Linked DNA regions of Sus scrofa: region 2 is linked to region 1. A link is a contact called in public Hi-C data. All regions are on one chromosome and are shown on one strand. Each heading gives the region's core, a stretch centred on a gene start, on an enhancer-like site or on the middle of the called end of the contact. The rest is flanking DNA. Distances are from core to core; before and after follow the strand shown. Region 1 overlaps NTN1 (netrin-1). Region 2 overlaps STX8 (a long non-coding RNA gene).

Evidence for each region. Hi-C and Micro-C count contacts between places; a contact is called where the count stands out from the background.
Region 2: a contact with region 1 is called in a Hi-C map of liver, with 1.9 times the contacts expected there. The contact joins two enhancer-like sites. A contact is called at or near these places in 5 of 47 Hi-C or Micro-C datasets (epiblast stem cells, liver and skeletal muscle) and 1 of 2 datasets of contacts at active chromatin or transcription factors (alveolar macrophages).

Annotation. Positions count from the first base shown.
Region 1 is chr12:54,173,471-54,178,119 of Sscrofa11.1, reverse strand. All of the region lies in intron 2 of NTN1 (netrin-1), which reads right to left. Among named protein-coding and RNA genes, the nearest start is that of TRNAE-UUC, 20 kb to the right of the region's middle. Within about 2 kb of position 1,534, at least 7 of the 83 cell types and tissues checked have an H3K27ac peak or open chromatin away from gene starts, as enhancers often do. A contact at or near this core is called in liver, where this site is marked.
Region 2 is chr12:54,324,122-54,328,919 of Sscrofa11.1, reverse strand. All of the region lies in intron 7 of STX8 (a long non-coding RNA gene), which reads left to right. It overlaps LOC110255886 (a long non-coding RNA gene), which reads left to right. Exons shown (of 2, transcript XR_002336846.1): 2 at 1,579-3,023. Among named protein-coding and RNA genes, the nearest start is that of TRNAE-UUC, 170 kb to the right of the region's middle. Within about 2 kb of position 1,624, at least 2 of the 83 cell types and tissues checked have an H3K27ac peak or open chromatin away from gene starts, as enhancers often do. A contact at or near this core is called in liver, where this site is marked.

The DNA.
Region 1 (4,649 bases), core at 285-2,784:
CTGATTCAGTGGGTCTGAGGTGGGGCCCCATCCTTGGCACTGGAAACAAGTTCCCAGGTGCTGCTCTTGCAGCCAGAGCCCACACTTTGGGAAACAACAGCCCGGAGGACTTCTTGGTCCCCCAGCCCCAGACTAGCAAAGCTCTGATCAGAACGCGAGGGCCCACCTGCTCCCCACTCATCCTTTTCTTTGTCCTTCTCTTCAACCCACTCCCCTCCATCTTTGGGCTGCCACCCCACCCATGGGTTTGGGGGCAAGGGGAGGATTCCCACCGCTGCTAACAAACCAGAGACAGATTATCTGTCCTCTATCAACAGCACAAACAGCAAGAGAGAGACAAAGAAGGAGAGCTACCAGATCCCAAGGAACCAAAAAAAAAATCTTTGAGGTTCCTCCTTAACTCGGAGCCCTCCCCCGACCCCCTGCTCTCCATGCAGAGGCCAGGGGTAATACCACGAGCACACAGACCGCCCACGTCTCCGGAGAGTTATAACAAAACTGTCTCAGCAGGAAGAATTATCCTGGATTAATGCCTCCTACATCCACCTGCCAGCTGAGAGCGTTCTTTTCCTTTGCGGGGGGGGCACACCTGCAGCATGTGGACGTTCCTGGACCAGGGATGGAACCTGCGCCATAGCAGTGACCCCAAACCACAGCAGTGACAAGGCCAGGTCCTTAACCCGCTGAGCCACCGGGGAACTCTGAGAGCCTTCTTTCTTTTTACAGCCACACCTGCGGCATATGAAAGTCCCTAGGCTTGGGGTCGAATTGCAGCTGCACCTGTGACCCACGCCACAGCCACAGCAACACCAGACCTGAGCCGTGTCTGAGACCTATGCTGCAGCTTGCAGCAACGCCAGATCCTTAACCCAGTGAGCGAGGCCAGGGATCAAACCTGCGTCCTCATGGATACTAGTCGGATTTGTCACCGCTGAGCCACAACAGGAACTCCTGAGAGCATTCTTTTCTAGTCTAGAAATGTCCATGCGTCTCTCAGGCCACCATTTCCCTGCTCCAGGCTCCAGAGACGCCCCAGAAAAAGCTCCAAAGAGGCGGCCAACCTGGGATGAGCAGAGTGGCCGGGGCTGACCGGCCAGGCTGGCCCTAGAAATCTAGGTGTCAGGACACGGCCTTTCTGGGAAGTCTGTCCCTGCTGGTAAAAGAGTTCTCACCACGCCTCCCCATGCCAAAGCAGACGCTCAAAACAGAACACCTGCCCACAGCTCCCCAGGGTTCTGGCCCAGACAGGAAGCAGGAGCTCTGCCCCCAGCGGGCCCTGAGCACAGGCTGCCTCCCCATGCCCCTGGGGGCTGGATCCCTTGCCGCCCACACAGTCAGCAGGGCCTCTGTTCCCCCAGTGGCGGGTCACCCAGCCCTGCTCCACTTGGAGGCGTTGGCTGTGCCAGGGGCCTCAGCCTGGCATGGTCCAGCCCTCGGGTGCAGGAACTTGACTCTGACTGCAATGTCCTGCGGGCAGCAGGCCCTGGCTGTCAAGTCAGAACTGCGGTTCCAACTTCTCACCACTCCGCAGAATAAGGCCCATGTGGGAAACCCTGCCCTGCCAGGGGCCGGTCGCCTGCTCTGAGGTCTCCTGGTCTCCAGGCCCTGCCGGGAATGCTGCAGCAAGGTCAGAACACGGCCAGGCCCGGGCGCTGAGGAGGCCAAGGCTGGACCCTGGGGTGCCAGCCAGAGAGCAGCTGCCCTGGGGCTGGCACGAGCACCCCCCGAGTGTGCCAGTTTCGACACGTCAGCCTGTTTGCCGGGCGGCTCTGCCCCCACGGCCACCTCCAAGGTCACGTCAGGCCCTCCCCACCCCAGGAGGGGTCCCCAGAGCCCCGCGCACTTGACGTCCCCTCCCAGGCCTCGCTTGCATCCCTCCGCACAGGGACTCTGGTCTGCCCATCAGTGCTTGCGTCCGGCTGTTTTTTTCCTTCGGTAAAACACACCCTGCAAGCCAGTTACCGCCCTGACCACCTCTGAGCGCCGTTCGGCGGCACGAAATACCTTCGTGCGGCGCAACCATCACCAGCCGGCTCTTGCCAGAGCCGCTTCGCCTTCCCAAACTGAAATTCGACCGGCGCAAAACAGTGACCCCCAAACCCCGCTCCCCAGCCCTTGGCAACCACCAGGCCACCTTGTGACTCCATGCATGGGAAGACCCCAAGGGCCTCGGAGAAGTCCAGCCTCTGTCCCCTTGGGTCGGACTCATTTCACTAAGCGTAACGGCGTCAAGGTTCCTCCAAGCGGTAGCAGCACCGCGTCCTTCTTGAAGCCCGAGCAGCGGCCGCTTCTGCAGCGAGACCACATTTTGTTCATCCATCCGTCCACGGACGGGCCCTGGGCTGGCATCTGCGGTTTGGCGACTGCGAATAACACTGCTAGGGGCCCAGGGGTACAAATACCTATCCGAGCCCCTGCTTCGAATGCTCGGGGGCCTCACACCCTGTCGATTCCTTCTGAACGCGTTCCCGACAGACACCACGTGGCAGGAAATTGCTCGGAGAAGCGTCCTGCTCGTGGAATGGTCACAAACTGAAAACGCCGTGTCCTCAGCACCAGTGAGAAGCCACCCCCCTCCCCCCAGAAGTCCCCTCATGTTGCCACCTCCCCCTCCCAAGCAGGGCAACCAGTGTCCTGACTTCCAAGGGCAAAATACATGGGTTTTGCCTGCGTTGTTTTCGTTTCACTTGACACGGGTGGCATGACTTCTCTCACTCCGCCCAGTGTCTGGGTTACGGCTGCATGTAGCTGTGAGTTAATCACACGCACTCTCGTACCGTATTTCACTGTATGAAATGTCACAACTGATTTTCTGTTCCTTTGGTGATGGGGGTTTACGGCTAGATGGCTAGTGTCCGGTTTGGGATTATCACAGATACTGCTGCTATACATTCTCACACCCATCTCTCAGAAGCATATGGACACAGTTCTTTGCTTGGTTGTTTTTCTTCTTTTAAAGGCCACACCCGTGGCATATGGACGTTCCCAGGCTAGGGGTCGAATCGGAGCTGCAGCTGCCAGCCACAGCCACAGCAGCAGCCACAGCCACAGCCACGCAGGATCCAAGCTGCAGCTGCAACCTACACTGCAGCTCACGGCAACACTGGATTCTTAACCCACTGAGCTAGGCTGGGGATCAAACCTGCACCCTCACAGAGACAGCGTTGGGTCCTTGAAACCCTCTGAGCCACAACAGGAACTCCACATGCACACATTTCTGATGGGTCTATACCTAGAAGCGGAACTGCTGAGTCACGGGGTGTCCCATTATCAGCTTTAGTAGGAAAAGCCAGTTTTCCAAAACGGCTGGAGCAGCGTACACTTCTGCTAGCAGGGTTATGTCACCAGTACGTCGGACTCTCTTTTTCCTTTTAGCCATTCTGGTGGGAAGGCAGTGGCAGTGCCTTGTGGCTGTCATTCTGCATTTCCCTGATGACTACTGAAGTTAAGCACCTTGTCATATTTCTTATTCTCTCTTACGAGAAGACACAGGGGGAACTCAGCATCTACATGGCTGCGTCTCCAAGCCTCCCGTCCACCCAGGGCACACCATGAAATCCAGGCTTCATCTATGTCACGTAAGGCGAGGCTAAGTTCTCCACACACCTGGCCAGGTCGCGGGCATGGACCCTGGGCTGGATGTCTAGATACGGCCAGCCTACGGCTCAGTCCCTGTTTGCTCACGACAGTGTCCCGAGGGCCAGGCCTCTTGCCAAAAGTGCCAGATGTCACTGGGTCGGTGCTGGCGAATGCAAAAGGCCAACAAGTATACATGTGCAATTCTTAAGAACAGTGCGTTCCTTTTGGAAAGGCACACCACAAACATGGAGAATTCTGCAATCAGTAAAGGAACAAAAGTAACCCATGTCTGGTCTTGCTTAAGAGTCATGCCCACAAACCTGCTTTGCTGGTCCACCCGAACTCAATATGATTCAATCTGGTAAGTAGGTATTGAGGCACAACCATGTGCCAAGCACCGAGATGAAGGAGGCTAGGCTTGGAGACATGGAAGATGGTCCACAGTGCACAAGAACATAACTTAAGGCAGAATGTGGTAAAGGCCCTAAGTAAGGTGTGCACATAATGCAGGCCGGACATGAAGAATTTAGTGGACAGAAAATGTCTGGTTATAGAGAATCAAGGAGGCGTCATGGAGAAAGAGGAGCTTGGCACAGACTCTGCACAACAGGCAGGTATCCCAACAGCTGGAAATTGGTAAGGAGGGTCCTTTGGGGGGGGGGCAGCATGAACTAGAACTAAGACTTTGAGGTAGAGAGGTTGGCTAAAGTTTTAGTTTGGCAGCAGAATGACAAAGGCAAAACTCATGTTAAAAAGATACTGATAGGACATAAAAATTAACTTCTGTAGGAGTTCCCTGGTGGTTCAGCAGGTTAAATAAAGATCTGGCGTTGTCACTGCAGTGGTTCTGGTCACTGCTGTGGCTCGGGTTTGATCCCTGGCCTGGGAACTGCCACATGCCACAGGCGCAGCCATTAAAAAAAAAATGAACCTCTGTTTAAAAAAAAAACCCCACAAACATAATTAAAAGGCAAATACTACACTAGGAAAAAATAAGGTTTATCTTGCATCCGAAGGTAAACCAAGGGAGTCATTTACATGAATTCTGGCAATTCACACAATAAGCCACT
Region 2 (4,798 bases), core at 375-2,874, 150 kb before region 1:
GTCAAACCCAAGCTGCATCTTCAGGCTATGCTGCAGCTTTTGGCCACGCCAGATCCTTAACCCACAGAGCAAAGCCAGGGATCGAACCCACATCCTCACGGACACTATGTCAGGTTCTTAACCCGCTGAGCCACACACAAAGGGAGCTCCCCAACACTGTATTGATGTGTCTGATTGGATGTCACTTTCTGCCGTGTTCTTTGGGTTATGGGTTTATACCGTTTCTCCCACGGGAGGTGGCGTTTTGGGGTGGGGGGAGCAGTGAGGGGTAGGGGTAACCGTGGGTATTCGATTTGCCGTGTTTGATGGGAGCAGCGCAGCACCCACACGGGCCCCCCTCTGACGTCACGTCATCCCATCCTGCAGATGAGGAAGGCAGACCGCCCCAAGGCAGAGGCCCTCTGCCAAGGTCACGGAGCTCTCGGTAGCGGAGCCGAGATTTGAGCCCAGGTGTGCCCCTGAAACCTGCGCTCTTTCGCCCGCATCACGCTTGTTCTGAGTCTCCGGGATTGCTCAGGCTTCCCTCTGACCACACCGAGCAACATCCATCAGGCGCACATACCACACACGATCCCGAGGGGCCGCCTAGTGCAGCTAACAGGCCTTTTTTTCCCCCCTTCCCTTTGTTCCCCGAAGCAATTATTTCTTTATTTCATTTAAAGACCCGGCCTCTGCAGCTGCTGCGGACAGCTTAGAGTTTGTCTGAAGGTTGAAGACGAGAACCAAGCCGTGAGCTTACGAGCCATCAAAGTTGAAAGATGTATTGAGGTGAAATACCGCTGCAAAGCCTCCCCACCAAACCTTTTTTTTTTTTTTAAGTGCTTTTTTCTTTCCCAAATGAAAAAGAACTATTTGTATTACACATGCATTTAAAAAAAAAAGAAAAGAAAAAACCTCCAGCTTACACACAAATATGTTCAGCCCTGGCGGTGTTCAAGACAATTTTTTTGGGCAACTGCCCACCCCACCCCAACACAGCAGACAGCCTAGCCTTCCGAAGCCAAAATAATTGCATGTCATAGATCAATATTTAGAGTCAAAGATTAGTGTGTGTGAGTGTGTGTGGGTGTGTGTGTGTGTGGGCCGGAACATGTGCCTCGCCTTGTCTCTCTCAGAGAAGAATCTGTGCTAACAGTTAAATAACTTTGTTTTCATACCGAATATGTAAGTTGCACATTTGAGCCACGTGGGCCGAGGTTTGAAATCAAGAGCCGCTTTCGGAGTTGAACCCCTGGGGATGAAATGCGGGAAGCAGTCGAGGCGAGTGTTTGATCCCTTCGTGATCGCGCCCCAGTTTGCCTTTCTTCCAGCCCCACCAGGTCTGGCATTCCCCTTGGCCTTCTCGGGAGGGCTGTAGAGTTTTTGGCAAGCATGAGGCCCGTAACGTGGGAATTCCAGAAGACATCCGTCGCAGCCTCTCGGTATAGGGTGCATTAGTCACTTGCGAAGGGGAAATGTGTGAAGGTATTGTTTGTGTTGCAAGTTGTTTGTTTTTCTGAGCGCGCCTACCGGAGCAACTGTGTGTGCAGACAGGTTTATTTCCGAGGGATTGGTGGTAAACAGTGTGTCTGTTTACAGCCAGGCGTTGGTTCGTGTCATCGTCTCCGTGGCGGTTTCCAGGCGTGATTGAACCAGGCCGTGACCTTTCCACGAGCCCTTCTGCCACTCCTCCTGTTGCCCTCAGGTGATCACTGCTTCAGAGTCACACCAGTGGAGGCCTCGATCTGCCCCGAGTAGGGCCAGGCGGGCTCCCCGTGGTCTGGAGGGCTTTGGGCTGAACCCCGGCTCCTGGAGGCAGGCCTTGGAGAAACGGCTCATCCAGGGGAGACCGGGAGCTGCAGGAAGCAGCCTGGGCCCAAGCCGACCAGCAAGTCCAGGATGCTCCACCTGGGGTCACAACAGCCTGAGCTTCTCTTGATTCTGGCTGCTCAATGTCCGGCGTTGGCAGAGTAGAGATGGCACCTTGGCAGCCAGAGACAAGTTTCTGCTGACCAGATGTTGCCTGGGGCCTTATAAGAGAATGCAGATTCTGGGGCCAGCCCCAGGATTTGCTGACCCCGGGGCCTGGGCATGTACCTTCCCCCTCCCAGCTCCTGCACCCCCACCCCCGTCCTTCGGCAAAGTCCCATTATCCAGGGCCGCATTTTCCAGTGTCCTCCGTGATAAGGATTCCATGATGGTCTGACTAAAAATGCAAATTCCTGGGCCCCATCCTGGAACCACTGGCTCAGAGTCACCAGTGGGCTGAGGCCCGGGGAGCAGGGAGTAGTGGAACCTAGCATTCCAGGACACTTCAGATGCCAAGGCCAAGGTTGCCTGCTGGAAACCATCAGAGGGAAGGAACCAAGGCCCAGGCCATGCCTTTGAACGGCTTTGCGTCTGTTAATTGAAACAAAAAACTAGCCAAAGGCTGAGGACGCCCCCAGGGCCTTTGAGCCCAGGCAGGTCCCATCAGAAAGTTTCCTAGCTTTTCACTCATCTACCTGTCCCCCTCTGAGAACTTCCAAAGCTTTCTAATTCTGCTAAGTTGAAATCAGGATATAAACTCCGTCCTTATGCTGCTGGTTTAAAGATTCGAGGCAACGTTCTTTTCAGTAATTATCTCCAAAAGTACATTTCATTGGGCTTGATTTTTCAAAAGCAAGGGTCACGTTTTCTGCTTTTTAAAGAAAGAAAATTTTCCACACCTGTCGTTTCTCCCAGCTTCTGAAGTTTTCAACTTCATTTCTATGTAAACCCTGAGCTTCTAAGGCCCAAAAAACACATAGCGTTTATCTCTGTAGCCCTTGGGTGCAGATCGGCGCCCAGCCTGTTCCATGGATGCGAGGGATATATTTTATTTTCCTCGGTGAAGTTAAACTAAGACTCTCCCAGTTAAACTTTACCTATTTTGGGGGTGAGACATGGGACATGCGGTTGGTTATTGGCTTATTAATTTGAAGATTTATGAGAGGCAAATGCCAGTCTTTTCTTTAAAAAAAAAAAAAAAAGTAAAACCGAGAGACAAAACCTACAATTGTCCGTACCAGCAAGGGATGTCCAGATTCCCCTGTATCCTGCCGAGGAAATTTCCTTGCATAAATGGGTTTCTATTAGTTGATGGAAAAATTAAGTTAACTGGAATCCCCAATTCACCAATCGTGCCAGTTCACTGAGGTATTAGTGTCCTGTTTAAACTCTCAGAGCTATTAAATTAAATGGTCATGACATGAAACCTCAGAAAAGTCTTATTGTCGTCTAGAAAGATTGTGTACAGGTGTCGCTAGCCTGCTTTAGAATAAAAAAGGCTTCAGTATTCTCAGAAATCATTTCCCCTGCTGAGGAAATGCCCCAGAGTGAAATAGCCTTTTCCAGCACCGTCCTTGCTGGCTCTCGGCCTCAAAAGAAAAATCCTCGAACGTTACTCGGGTTCGTTGCCATCCGATTTTCTGGAATAGATGATGATAATTTTATGTTTGATTAACAATTCCAGAAATGAAAGGAACTGTAACCCCCGCGGACCGAAGTTGTGGGAAACACTTTGTTGCTCACGAAGGTTGTTTTTAATGTTAAACGACGCGTCCAGGAATTCTCGCTGCGGCTTAGCAGGTGAGGAACCTGACACAGTGCTGATGAGAATGCAGGTGAATTTCTGGCCTTGCTCGGTGGGCTCAGGATCTGGCACTGCCACGAGCGGTGGTGTAGGTCACAGACCTGGCGTGGCTGTGGAGTAGGCTGGCAGCTGCCTCTCCGATTCGACCCCTAGCCCAGGAATGTCCGTATGCTGCAGACGCGGCTGTTAAAAAAAAAAAAAAAGGAGTCTGTTTAAGCTTAGGAAGTGAAAATCGCATCTCCCATCTCTGGCAAGAATTCTCCATTTCATTTCAAGTCGGTGTGGTGCGGACTTATCTTAAATGTATTCTTTAATCCCACGAAATGAAAAGTCTGAGCATTCTCTTTCAAACAGCCAGGGGTGACTAGTTTCTCAACAGGGGAAAAACCACCTTCATGTAGGAACAGTGTTCTTAACTTGTCCACATCTTGATTGCGGAGTAAAAGATGGAATTTGTCGGCAGAGGGTTCTGACGTCACCACACGCAAGTCCTGTGAGTTTCATAAAGCACAGCCTCTCATTTGCTCCTCCCCCGAGGTCACATTCCGTTTGGGAGTCTGTGGCTGTGAACCCCTCTTTCCTGTCGAGGTACCCGTCTGCCTTCCCGGACGGCCTGACCCCCTGCGCGCCTAACCGGTCCTACAGCAAATCCCTGACTGCTCTTGCTTCCTCCTGCGCCGACTGGCGTCTTCAGTCTCCCCGAGGTACACACGGTTCCTCAGTTTGGCTAAAGGAAGACAAGTTCATCCCCATGAAGCGACTCCCTCCGAGTTCCCGCTGGGGCGCGGTGGGATCGGCGGCCTCTCTGGAGCACGGGATGCAGGTTCAATCCATGGCCCGCACAGTGGGTAAAGGATCCAGTGTTACCGCAGCTGTGGCTTTGGTTGTGACTGTGGCTGGGATCTGATCCCTGGCCTGGGAGCTCCATGTGCCTCGGGGCGGCCAAAAAAGGAAAAAAAAAAAAAAAAAAAAAAGCTACTGTCTCATTTCACGTGTGGAGATTGGCAGGTTCCGCTCTTGCCCAGATATTTCCTCTGAGACGCGCTGAATCGGGGACGCTGCCGCAGGTGAGCACGGGGACCCCTCGGCTCTGCTCTCCTTGGCCCGAGAGCTTGGCCAGAGGAACGCGGAACAGAGAAGACAGCCAGCTTGCCTTTGGCTGCCCTTTCCTTCCAGGCTGATCACCAGCTTAGTCCAAGGAACAGG